Linked DNA regions of Gossypium hirsutum: region 2 is linked to region 1. The links are chromatin contacts, called in public Hi-C maps. All regions are on one chromosome and are shown on one strand. The core of a region is the stretch at or near the end of the contact, and the rest is flanking DNA. Distances in the headings are between cores, read along the strand shown.

Region 1 (7,150 bases), core at 2,557-5,056:
CCACATGCCCTAAGGCCTTGGGGAAGACAACCAAGCCGTATATACTTAAAGCAAAGACATCTAACCTCTTTCTCACTTCTGGGTGCGTTAGAATTGCATATTTCAAACTTCTCCAAGGAACGCATTTATTATCCCCCTTTTGCTTAATCCGTGCAGCAACCCACTGCTCACTCATCCCTGTTATGCCCATCAGCTTCTTTGAAAAGGTTGGCACATTTACCACTCTCGAGTAAACCCTATCCACTTGAGACTTTGAACATCGGAGTAAAACCACATATTCTTCTATCGTAGGCACCAAATCGACCTTCCCAAACGTGAAGTAGCTGTAAACAGGATTCCAAAACTGGGCGAGGGCTCGAAACAAATGCTTGTCTACCTTCACATCAAGCAAATAAGACAAATCCCCATAATTATCATAAAATAACTGTCTAACCTCATTATTCCACTGATCCCAGATTTTCTTCAACTTTTGCAAATTGTTTTGAGTTACACTGATACGAGTAAAATCCCATAATTCCGATACATACCCATCGGCCATGCTATCACCTTTATATCACTGTGTTGTTTCAAACCAAGTTCAGACAGCCGTATTGTCCTCCACTTTATCAAGAAACCCTTTTTCCATGACAAGCTTTCTATCTAGCAACTGAATATGGACTGACGCCTTTTATGATGAAATGAAATTCCATGTCATGCAATCAAAATAAAACACGAAAGTCAGTATCAAATATAAGCATATAATCAAAGAAGAATAAAACGTCTATTAGGACATCTACTAGGGTTTAGTGTGGTTCTACCTAAGGCAAGTTCCTGAGGCTCATTATATACGGTTCGGCTCTAAAGTAAAGGTACCCGAACCAGCAGATTCCTCGATCTTCACCCATTATAGGCTCATATAGATCAAGTTTAGTTCAGGGGGACACATTTTCCCTATGACTATACGGAGATGAAAATCTCACGAAGGCATAGGTACCGATGTATCTCGAAAGTGATCCACTATCCTATACGAAGGTGAAAACCTCACGAAGGAATAGTTTCTCACTCCAACTTAGAGGGTAAAATTATCCAGTACATGTAATGTACAATGCAAAATAATTTAAAGTACTTAAATCAATTAAGCATGAATGCAAGAGGATTTGTAAAACGAATTTTATTTTTTCGACTATAAGACAAAAATTAATCAACTTTGTGGCTCGACTCTCTTATTATTTTTTTCTAAAAATATCCTCAGTGGACTCGCCAAGCTGTCGAAACTATTTTTTTATTTTTGGAAAAAAAACAAAAATTGGTTGTCGATAAAAATTTGGAGTCGCCACCAATCTTTTATTAAGGTGTGATTGGGTCACCTAAAAACGACTTTGGTCTACGAATTTTATAAAAAATGAGTCCGAGAGTCAGTTACATATGAGGAAGGATTAGCACCCTCATAACGCCCAAAAATTGGTACCTAGTTAATTAATTAATGTCTTAATGTCGAAAATTTGAAAATATATAATCCTTAGCAAAAACTTAAAAAAAGTTACGTATTAAGACCCTTATCATTTCAGAGAAAGAAAATGTCACACCCAATGCGTTAGGGCACGACATTCTAATTTGCTCAAAAATGAATTAGGCCAGAATACTCGTGTAATAAAAATTTAAAAGAATATCCATTTATTCAAGATTTAAGAAATCGCGACCCAATACGTTAGGGCACAATTCCTCCAAAATCCCAAACTTGGAATATTTCCTTTATCATTTTTTAGAAAAAGTCTTCATTTCGAGAAATCAATGCGTCACATCCAATACGTTAGGACACAACGTGTTGAATTCCCAGTAATGAGTTCTTATTTTTTGATTAAAGAGAAATGCTAGATTGTTAGATTTAACGAATAAAATCGGAACCCAATACGTTAGGGCTAAATTTCCTTGAAAATCCTAAATACAAGCATTATTTCAATTTTGAAAAGTTTGAAATCGAGTTAAAAAAAAATGATGTGATGCTACATTAAATATACAATGCAATAATAAATATTACAATGGCATAGAAATAATGCATACAAATAAATAAATAAAACTAATATACATAAAAAAATAAACAATGACATGCAAAGTATCACATAAACGAGCAAAATAATATAAATGAAAACACAAATAAATAGCAAAAAAAATAAAAGGCACATGATATACACATTAAACTATGAAAAATACACATGAATTTATATATAAAAATTAGATTATAAAAGATTTATATAAACAAAATACATAATGCATTTGTGAAAATAGAGAAAAGTAGGAAAATATGTATATACATATAAATTATAAAATACATGTTAAAATAAATAGGTATTTAAGCATTTTCGGAAATACAAAAAAACATAGATATACACATGTTTTTATATAAAAGAATATTTGTTAGGAAAAAAAGGAAAAAATAAATAAATGAAAAAATAATAATTACATTACTAGAAATAATTAATAATAATAAATAAAAAAAACTAAATTGAACTGGAATTCAAAATTTTGGGGTAAATTCGCAAATAAATAGAGCCAAAAGGACTAAATCGAACACGCGAATTACATAGAGGGGCTGGAAGGCAAGTTTTCCCTTCTCCTCTAAAACGATGTCGTTCCAGTAGGGCCAAATTGAAATTGAAAATAAATTAAAGGACGAATTAAAAAAATAAAAAAAACTTAATTGTAAAATATCAAAAAGGCGTAGGGGCTAAAAGCGCAATTTACCCCTCCGCTCAAAAACACACGGATCCTAGGCCGGGTCGGGTCGACCCCCCAAAACGACGTCGTTTTGGCATTTGGGGAGGCCTGGTGAAACGGCATCGTTTCACGAGACTATTTAAGTAAAAAAAACCTAAAAATTTCATTTTTCCCTTTCTGTTTTTAAAAAAAACTAAAAAAGCTCTCAACCTTTCCCCTTTCCTTCGGGCACCGGCCTAAGGCCCGGTCATCGGTCGGTCACCGGCCATCGCGTCGGCCGCCTATCTTCGGCGCCGGCACCGCCGTCTACGGTGGCCGAAAAAGGGGAAAATCCCCTATTCGATTCCTTAGGCTCCTCTAAGCCCAAATCTGGGTTAAAAATCTCCAAAAGGTAAGCGTAAAACCCTCAAAAGCCCAAAAAACCTTTCAGTTTCCGATCGTCTTTCCTCGGAGACGACTTCCTCGGCCGTTCACGGCGATTTGGGCTCAAAACACAGGTTATTTCTCCCTTTTCTCTTATTTATTTTATTCGTATGTATATAAATGATAAAAAAATAAATATAACAGTAGAAAATAAATAAAAACTGTAAGTAACAACCTTTGATCGATTCTTTGCTCTTTTTGTTGCGAAAGTAATAGCTTTTTTTATTTTATTTCTGAAAAATCCCCCTGGTGCAGTGTTACAATGGCTTTTTTTTAGCCAAAATTACAATATCATAAATAAATCTAATCCATTTTCTTTGATTCGCAATCTTTTTTCTTTCCATATACTGCTATTTCCCTTCTTGATGTGCAGGTATGAAGATCGCGTGGAGATTCGGGGGCATGGTTGCGGCGGGCGAAGTTTACCCTAGAACTCTAAGGTTTCTGAAATTGCTTTGGGCCTGGGGTTAATTTTGGGCCTCTATTTATTTTGAGTTTGGGCCATATAGGCCAGTTTGTAATTCGGGCACTGTATTCTGAGTTTGTAATTTATATTGGACTATTGAACTTTATTATTATTTTTTTGGTTTTTATTGTTTTAATGAGCCCTTGGTAAAATTGGGTATTACAATTATATTATTTGAGTAAATAGAAAAAAGGAATATGAAGGGAAAAAATTGGAGTAACGTAAAGTGACATAAGCGAAAAACTGCTATGGTAGGGGGGAGCAGGTGGACGAGTGGTGTTTTGCCAACTCTTCGGTACCCGCAGATATTTCCTTCCCTTCCCCTTCCCTTCCCCTCTCCTTCATCACTCCCAATGCCCCCGCTTCTCTCTGCTTCTTAACACAACAACTCTTCACCAAATTAACACCCCCCCCAAATAAGCTTCCTTTCCAGAGCCCCTGCTCTCTCGAATCTCGATCTCCAACCCAAAATATTTCATCAAACCAAAACTTATCTTTCAATTCGTTATTATTATTATTATTATTATTATTAAAACTTACATTTTGTTCGTCTATAATTTATGCTAATGGCTCACCAAACTTCTGATCGATTGACCTCTACTGGTACGTCGCCGTTGAATCATAATCTCCGTAAACCAACAAACAAAAATTGAAATATGATATATGATTTATGTCTTCTTTTTTAGGCTGTAAATTTTCAATATAGCTCTTTGGTTTTTTTTGATGTGTTCTTGTTTGATTTTATGGAAGCATCGAATGAGAAATGTGGAATCTACTGCGAGATTGTTCTGCTGGTTTCTTTTATTTGTTTAAAGGATATTATTGGAGATGATCGTGGACATAATTAATGTTTGGCAACAAATAGTATCATCGCCTAACCATGTTTGTTCGACAGTTATGATCTATTCTTATGTGTTTATGTTTTCAATGTTTGACGTACTTGTTTACTTACATGCTGCACATTATTGTTCAATATTTGTTGCTTAATCGAAGATTTTGACAATGGTTTTCGAATTCTAGACTCGGCAGAGGTTTTCAACGTTATGGTTCTGGATAGCAACATCCTTGCTAACCCGAACGCTTTGACTAATAAGGTATATTGTTGCTTGCATTGCTTCATTTTGTTGGTTGCCTTGATTAGATTGATATAGCCATTGTTTTAAACCGCTGCGCTCTGTAATTGATCATTACTTAGGATGTTGTTATTTGTTCATTTATTTGCACAGGATTTGGTAACTGTTGGTTCCTTGAGGGATGGTTCATCCCATCAGTCGGGATTCATGCCATCTGTTGTTGAGTCCAAGACAACCTATTTGCCCAATGCCTATTCTCCTGAGGCACAGTTCCATCAAGAAGGTTAGTTCCTCTGCATTTGTCATATGAAACTTTGTCTTGTTTCTGTTAACCTAGTTTCTGATTTCATGTATGTTAAAATATATGTAGAAACCTAGGATTAACGGTGTATCAGTATAAGGTTTACAACTTGGATATTTCTTAGGGAATTGATATTCATTCTTGTGCTGATTGGAAGGGTAACTTATTTTGCGGTAAGCAATTCATCTCGTAAATATTTTTTTCCACTTTCTGGTCAAAGTGGAATTAAAAAGATTCAATATTTGACTTCTAATCTATTCGATGTGGTGAACATAGCGGTGGTATTTGAAGATAGAATCTACAAACCTTACGGCAGAAGAACTTCTTTGTATGATTACATTGTGGTTCCTTTGTAGTATCAATAACTGATCTTTGATTTACAGAATTTTTCCATGTTGGCTTATGATTGAATAGAAGTTTTATCAAATTATCTCCAAGCCTATATTGGACTTATGTTAATAGTTGCATATCATTTTTAATGTTTGAGGTTGATGTTTTTCCTGTTAGTATGTAGAATAAAATGGCTTTGTTTTTAAGAAACAATAATTTTTTTTCCTTTTTTAGATTCCACTGAAGGTGATTCTAAATTGGATGTGAGGTATGACATGCAATTTTATGGGCTACGGTTGCTTAGGCAGCTAGTTAGCACGGTTGTGGCTGGCAGAATAAGCTTTTTGTATGGCACATAATGCTCTTTCTTACTTTGCTCATTACTCATGAAGTTTTCTCTATGCTTTTGGAATGCAGCTCATAAACAGGGTTCATTGCTTCCATATGTTAATGCTGAGGGTTTGGACAATGGTTTTCATGTGTGTAAACCTACTATCTTTTCCAATCATTTACGATAATTACTATTTGTTTCATTTACTATTATTACTATTTGTTATTTTCTTTCCTTCTATGAATATGTCTTACAAAGGCGTTACTTTTGTTTACCTTACCCAGGACATCTACAATGAAACTGCATCTCTTGGGTTTCATGGTTTTGGGCATAGTCCACAAATGCAACAAAGAGCTTATGCTCCGGTTTCATCTTATCTGCCTCCTGTTGGGGATCCTATCGGGCTGTCCAATGCAAGGCATTTCATCACCATAGATTCATCTTATCACCATCCATCAGTTCCCCGAAATATTCCACATGTTACTTCAAAGGCCCAGTTTTCTCATTTAGAGTGTCCTGTAAATATTGAGCAACAAGTGGTTGGAAAAAGATTTGGGCTGAGAACCAATTACCTTCCTCAGTTAGGATCATTTGATGGAGGAAGAAACTTCTTTGGAAGCTCCAGCAGTCTTTGCTCTTCATACCAAGGGTCTGATGGTTTTGCGGTTGGTGGATTCTGCTCAGACTGGTCAAAGCCTTTTAGTGGGAAGAGTTCTCTGTTTCATCTCTCATATGCACCAGCTTCTCCAAAACGGGTTGGTTCACTAGAGTTTTCTTCAAACGGTCCTGCAATGGTTAGTTCTTTTCCTATCACATATTTTAGGTAGATGGGAAGCTAGCTTTTTTATTTTCTTTTATTTTTCAGATTTTAGATGGCCATTGAAAATTTGGAAACATAAATTCCATATTTCCTAGCAAGTATTTTTGGCAAAAGGAAAAGCTATATCATGATTGGAGTCGGGCATGCAGCTAAGAATGGTTATAGAGCTTCTCCCCTCTCTCTCTCTCTTTAGGGGTGGAGTGGAGGTGTTAAAGAGGTCATTGAACTTTAGTCTTGGTATGATTAATTCAACTCTTAAGTTGGCTTAATTGGCACCTGCCATAGAAAGTGGTTCTTGTATTAATAATGCAATTGGCTGGTATAAATACCAACTTTTAACGTGATCAAGGAAGGAACACAAATCTAAGCTCAACTCCTGTCCAGCAATTTTAACTAGAAAAATGTTTAAGGTCAAAGCAATTTTGAAGGCACAAGTACTCTATTCTCACCAAAACAGGCACCACTCCCCACCTTAAACTATCTTAGTCTAGCCAACAATATCACTATCTTCTCTCCTCCCTCTCTCTCTCTTTCACCATCTAGCATTACTACACAACTCTGTTGATTTTGCATTCTCTAATATTTTCTTGCAATAAATTGTTTCATGCTTAATCATATTGTGTAATTATATAGACACGAAGCCTTAAGTTCTCCATTGAGTTTTTTCAGTAAACTGCCGTCAATTTCAGTTTTCTGCCATTCTTGTAGTTAT
Region 2 (7,150 bases), core at 1,387-3,886, 250 kb after region 1:
CATATAGTGGAATAGCCTGGAGTACAGCTCTGATAAGGACCTTCCTCCCCTTACGGAAAGTAATCTCGAGCTCCAACTAGAGACTCTTTTTATTAGCTTTTCTTTAAGTTCCTTAAAAGCCCTCTGTTTGTTACGCCCCACCATTGATGGGAAACCAAGGTAATTCTCCAGGTTTAGATTCCTATTAACCCCCAGAACCCTACAAACCTCCTCTCTGTTAAACTGGTCAACATTGGAACTTAAAAATGACCCTAACTTGTCAAGATTGACTTCCTGACCAGAACACTTAGCATAGGCCTCTAAAATTTCTTTGATCACCATTGCTCCATTGATAGACGCATCTCCAAAGAAAAGGCTATCATTTGCAAAAAAACAAATGGGTGATTTATGGGGCTTGCCTACTAACCCGAAAGCCATTTAGAACTCCCCTTGACACAGCCCTTCTAAGAAGAGTCGACAATCCTTCACCACATATAAGGAATAAATAAGGACTAATAGGGTCCCCTTGGCGAAGGCCTCGTGACGGGAAAAATAACTCACACGCCTTCCCATTCATACCCACAGAATACGAGACCAATGTCAAACAACCCATAACTTTCTCAATCCACCTATCCGAAAACCCTGTCCTTCGAAGCATAACATGCACAAAATTCCATTCAACCCGGTCATAAGCTTTACTCATATCTAGTTTTAACGCAAATAACCCTTTCCTCCCAATACGTTTTCTCTTCATAGAATGTAAAGTTTCATATGCAGCTATGATATTATCCGTAATGAGTCTTCCCGGTACAAAAGCACTCTGTGCTTCATCAATACATACATGGAGTATCTTTTGAAACCTATTCACCAACATCTTTGAAATGATTTTATATAAAATATTACAAAGACTAATAGGTCTAAGTTGAGTCATGCACCGAGGAGAACTGACCTTGGGAATTAAAACAATTCTTGTATTGTTAATTTCAGCCATATTATCAACCCCTGCATCGTCTCAATACAGAAATTAGCTACATCTTTACCCACAATATGCCAAAACCTTTGGTAGAAAATCGCCCCTATCCCATCTTCGCTAGAAGCTTTTAACGGGCTCTTGGCTTTAAGAGTTGAACACACCTCTTCATATGTAAACTCCTTCTCAAGGTCCTCGTTCATCTGTTAAGAAATACATGGCTCAACACCTTCCAAAATTGAGCTTGGATCTCCAACACTTTTCGCTGTAAATAAAGAAGTAAAATAATCAGTGGCCAACTGTAATAAAGCATCATTGTTCGCATAACTATTACCCTCGCCATCCACTAATTCTTCCACCTTGTTCTTCCTACTCTGATCCGTTGCTGATTGGTGAAAAAATGGGTATTCCTATCCCTATTTTTCAGCCAATTTGCTTGAGCTCTCTGTTCCCAATAAAGCTCCTCTCTGTCCACCTGCATATTAATTTACAGCTTTGTCTCCACAATATCCCCTAGAATCTCGTCTGTAAGAACTTCTTCATTAAGTTGAAACAACTGTTTTTCCAACTCTTTCTTCGTGATGTTGAGCTTTGTCTACATAATCTTTTGAAACATGGGATTTAACATGATGTAATTATTTATAAATGACGTGTTGAGAAGTGATGTTAACTTATTAATTTAGCAAAGTGATTTATTAGCATGTTTGATTGTTTAAATGTTTTATTATTTTCAATTCAAATTGTGCTAGTACCATTAACCATTTAATGCCTAGCGTGGAAATGTGTTTCTTGTGTACGCAGGTCTCGACGAAGATAGGTCATGATCGTTTAGTTTGAAGGTATCCAAAGGTATTGCAACTCAGCTCATGCTAAATGATATATTTTATTGTAAAATATTTAAATATATATAACTAGATTTATCCATGAATCGAATGGCCCACATAGTGTAGTAGGCTTAACTTGACTTGGGTCAGACTTGAAAAAAGATCTTTGTTTCTAAAATTGCTAAGTTCGACCTGAGTTCAGTCTAAATAATAAAAATAATTTAAAGTTTAAGTTTAATTATAAAGGAATAAAATTATTTTTTATTAGTATTTGAACAGTGAAACGTGCAAACATGTTGGGTTGGGTCGACCTAAAAATGAGCCCAGATTTGATTTTTTTTAAATCGAGTCATAGTTCAACCCGACCTCTATATTTAAGTGATAAAATATTTTTTATTAAAATTATGAAATTATATTTTATTATTTATATAATTATATTTAATATAATATAATTTAAATTTTTATTTAATATGATATGTTATATTATTTATTTAATTATACAAAATATTTTTAAAGGTGAATCTAAAAATATATATATATTTGCTATTCAATGTTGTAGGAATTAGTTATTTTTTTATATCAACTATAAAATGAAAAAGAGTAGACCATTCCATTGAATGAGCCATTTCCCTTATTCAGTGATGAACGATGAACGATGCATGATTCATTAGTTTGGTTGAAAGAATGGCTCATTCAATGGATAAATTTTACTGTTACAGTTATTGGATGCATATTTACAGTTAACTTTAATCTAATTAGATGAAAATTCATTTATTATTTGCATACCATCAGGACTTGTAGGCCTGCATATGAGCTATGCGCTACTATGGTCCAGTTTCTAGAACCTAATGAGGCCATACTCTTCCTAAAATGGCTAAACAAAAATATAGCATTACTGGGCTAGACTTTCAAGCATAAACCAACCCAATTGGTCTTCTAAATTATGGGCCTAATTAACAAAATTGGGATTCTAATTTGCGTTAACCTAGTCACTTATTAATTTTCTTTTTAAAATTTTAATTAAATCCGTTACACTTTTACTATAACAATATTGAAATGTGATGAAGTGACATTAATAACTAATAACACAACAACGCGTGGAGTTTAAAATTATAACATATAACAAATAAATAAAAAGATAAAAAAAATCTTTAAAATGTATAAATTTATAAAAAAAATATAAAAATTATTTCATATTCAAAATAAATTTAGATAAATAAATGTCCATATTCAAATTAACCTGCACATTATTTTAATAGGTTCACTAAAAGCGTTCTCTTTTTAGTAATACATAAATATCGAAGCATAGAAAATCAAGTACAAACATATCAAATCTTCACAAAACCTCAAGGAATTAAAAAAAAAAAAAGACATAATAACGAACAATAGCAATTAAAATGGTTTTTACTTAAACAAATCCCTAAAATAAGTCATGGAATTGAAAACCCGGAGAAATCTCTCTCTTTCCTTTGAAGCTCATGTTAACCGATTAAAACCAAGAGTTTTTTTTAATTACCTTTTGAATCCTTTTCAATTTCGAAATTAAGCAAATTAGTCTTTCTTAAAAAAATTTAGAGCAAATAAAGACAATTAATCACAGAGTTAATGTCTTCCATCAATTGTATATGATTTTGATTGGTATAATGACAAATTTAGAATCAATGTTTATATATTTTGTCATTTTGGCCTTAATTCTAAAAAATTCAAAAAACTTAGCCTCAATATTTACACATTTACACAAATGTGGGAGGATAAATTTGTTAATTAGGACCAAATTGATAGAATGTGTAAACATTGTGGGTTAAATTTATTATTATACCAATCAAAATCGTGAACAATTGTTGGAAAATATTAACGTCAGGATTAATTGTCTTTAGTTGCTCACTTTCGAAATTGATAATGATTAAATTGCTTTGAATTTTTCGATGGGCCAATTTATTCAATTTTAAAATTGGGAGGGATTGAATAGATTTTTTTACCAATTATTTTCAAATAAGAAACATTATCAAGCCAAAAAAAAAATTCCAAGCAAACCACGTAATTATTGAAGTAAACATTAAAAAAACATTTAAACTAGGTGAATGCAAATGAATCATCTATGTAGTGTATAAAAATGGAATAATTCTAAAAAAACCCTCAACGTTTGGGAGTTTTGGTTTATGCCCTTAACCTTTTTATTTTTTGATTGATACTCTTAACATTACGATTTTTTCAAAAATCAGTCCACTTTTAACGGTCAATATGAATTGACTGTTAATTAAACTGTAGGTCAACATAGTAGCCTATGTGATATGCTACGTAAGCAAATGATGTTATATATCACGTAATCTATTTATTTATTTTTTTTCATTTTGTGTCCATTTTATTTTTTCTCCCCTCTTTCTCTCTTCCTGTAAATCACACCATTCAAGGATTCTTCTAAAACCCAAACCTATTATATACCCATAAATCGATACTTTCCTGCCATGGAAAGCTAAAGAGCTTTATATCGAGATACTATTGGGGATTCCCTTCCCTGTAAGCCCACCATCTCTGCTATAATCCGATGTATTAGGATACAATAATGTATACGACACCTTCACCGGTCCAACTCTGTTCTTCAATTTACTATCATTGTTTCTTTCCATAATCCTACTCTCAATTTCCACTAGTTTCTTCCCGAATCTTTCAAATGCGGCTAAGGGTTCATCTTCGGTGGTCCATTCTGCCGTATCTCTTTGCCCCAAGTATATTTCATCGGTTGCATGCCTTGATAAGACTTCTATAAGTGATACACCCAGTAAAGTTTTGGAACTGTGCGGTGATTGTTTTCAAGAAAGCCAAATATAGGTCGTTTTTGAGCTCGTCGTATTCTTTGGTGCCTGGTTCCGACATGAACCAACGGCTGACTGTTGGTCTGTTTGGGAGGTATCCGGCGTATGGGTATTGTCTGAAATTGGCAGCTGCGTGGAAAACGGAAGCTATCTATATGATGATGGTACATGCTTGGGTGAGACCAGCTAATGTGTTCATCTCCAGCCACCATGGTTCTTTTCTTAAATTGCCGTGGCCTTCGTTTTTGACCTCCGACCACCATGATTGGATTTCAGTGTTGTTTTTAACTGTTTCATCTGATGGGTAGTAGAAAGAACAGTACTGGGTTACCCAGGTTTCAATGGCGGTCCAGATTTCTAATCCATCAACGGCGTATGGGTAATCGTTTATCATCAATTTGAGTCCATAGGGACAGCTCGAATCCGGCACTACCATTCCCCTGAAAATAAAGGGTGTTTAAAGGTGTTTGCTTTAAATTATTAATTAAAGAGCAAATTTAAAGCTTTGCGTTTTAGAAGAATCCTTCAATGGTGTGATTTGCAAGTGATTTGCAGGGGAAGAGAGAAAGAGGGAAGAAGAAAGAAAATAGAAACAAAATGAAAAAAAAAAGTTAAATAAATGACATCATATATGACATCGTGTGCTTACGTGACATGTCACATGGGCTACTATGTTGACTTATAATTTTATTAATGATCAATTCACATTAACGGTTAAAAGTAGACTAATTTCTGAAAAAATTATAACGTTGAGGGTGTCAATCAAAAAATAAAAAGGTTAAGGGCACAAAATCAAAAGCCTCCAAACATTGAGGATTTTTTTTACAATTATGCCTATAAAAATGAGTGAGAGATAATAATAATAATAATAATAATAATAATAATAATAAGAGATCAGAGCAAAAATGAGCAAAATCGGTAGTTTTATTGAAGATGAAAGAAGCCCTTTTAAAGAAGAAAAATATTTTGAAAAGTAGAAAAAATTGTAAATTTTTTTAAAATGCCTGATTATTTTATCTAAATTTTTTTAAAACATTAAGAAAATACAAAAAAAAAGAAAAAAAAACTAAAAAGAATATGAAGATACCTGAAAATTTTATAAAACTACCAGGTTTTTTATATTATTATTTTGAAATATATTTAAATACTAAAAGTATTACGTCCAAAATAAATCAAAGTGTGTGAGAAATTTGAAGTAAAAAAAAATTAAGCAGAAGGCGTAATTTGGATTACTAATGATACAATATCCCTTCCCCATTTCCAAAGCAATTCCTAGGAAAATGTAATTGCATTACGAGTTGAGAAATCCGGAATTTGTCAAATTTTACACAAATGAAACTAATAATTATGTTTCCAAATTCCAAGTAAATGAAAGGGTCCCACTTCTCAAATTCTGTACTAGAACGATAAAAGCACCGACCAGGAGATGGAAGTTTGGTAGACTTACCACCTTATATATTATCTGCCATACCTTTCCCCTCATCTCCTCTTATGATCAACACCCGAAGTTGGGTTTTTTTTCACATGGCATGGCTGACCCCAACATTATTGTGAAAGTTTAGATCCTTTTTTAAGGAAGCAAATGGGGTGGTTGTTGAAGCATTTAAATAAAACCTAAATGTAATTAATTGGTGATTATTTAAGGTCCACCACCTACATCAAAGCATGTTTGATTGGAATGGGGAAATCCTTTACATAGGAAACATGGTTTCCATGCCTTCTTTTTACTTAAAGCTTTGGATTCCTTCTTTCTCTTCTTTATTTCATGCAGGCATGTGCTGCCTAATTAATTACCACTCTTTAATTATATCTTAATGAGATTTGTATACGATCCGACTATCTGTGCATGCATATCGTGAACATGTTATTTTATGTAGCCTTTAAATTGAAAGGATCCATCCTTACTTGCGGAGTCAACAAGCAAAACACTTCAATTCTTACTCCTTTAGGCATCATTAACATGTGTGGGAGAAAGAACAAAACACTCACTCGTTGAGTTCTTGTTCTGAAAATACTAAATTATGGGGACATTTGGTTGTTATAATGACCATACCAACTTTGCCTTGAAAAAGTAGGATTATTGTGTCGGATTCCCCTTCCTTTGCTTGACCCCAAAATTATTATCAGGGTGTTTTTCATCCGCTTATGTTTTGTAGCATTATTACAGATAAAAATTTTAGAAATTTCGAAATCTAATTGCCATTACTTGCCCAATTATTGCAGTGGATGAGTGTTTTGCAAGAACTGCTAAAAACTGGGATTGTTGGAGCCTTTGATGTTTAGGATTTAGACCAGCATGTTTTGAAGACGGTTTCCGACAAACCCAGACAATCATACGCGTTTGTGTTATTTTCCGGAGACAATTTATTAATATACATAAATTTTGATGTAATTATATAATTTTGTCTTGACTTCAAATTTGTTTAAGGAGGTAGTTTTTGAAATTTACAAAACTTTGATTGATATTTACATGATGATTCATCCACATGGATTATATATGCGCTAAAGTATCAATGCATAATCATTTACTTAGCCCTTAATTTTATAAAAAAAAATTATTTTAG

Evidence for each region. A called contact is a pair of places that touch in the nucleus more often than the background predicts.
Region 2: a Hi-C map of leaf shows a contact between it and region 1, with 3 times the contacts expected there. The contact joins the enhancer-like site here to the promoter of LOC107922137 in region 1. A contact is called at or near these places in 4 of 34 Hi-C or Micro-C datasets (callus and leaf).

What each region holds. Positions count from the first base shown.
Region 1 is chrD01:49,519,110-49,526,259 of Gossypium_hirsutum_v2.1, forward strand. LOC107922137 (YTH domain-containing protein ECT1) reads left to right here and starts at 3,807. Exons shown (of 8, transcript XM_016851997.2): 1 at 3,807-4,186; 2 at 4,604-4,677; 3 at 4,810-4,939; 4 at 5,705-5,766; 5 at 5,903-6,412. The coding sequence starts at 4,144.
Region 2 is chrD01:49,766,580-49,773,729 of Gossypium_hirsutum_v2.1, forward strand. It overlaps LOC107921293 (a long non-coding RNA gene), which reads left to right. Exons shown (of 4, transcript XR_001691007.2): 4 at 1,751-3,406. It also overlaps the pseudogene LOC107921328. Among protein-coding and RNA genes, the nearest start is that of LOC107921293, 5.5 kb to the left of the region's middle. Within about 2 kb of position 2,637, at least 3 of the 9 cell types and tissues checked have an H3K27ac peak or open chromatin away from gene starts, as enhancers often do. A contact at or near this core is called in leaf, where this site is marked.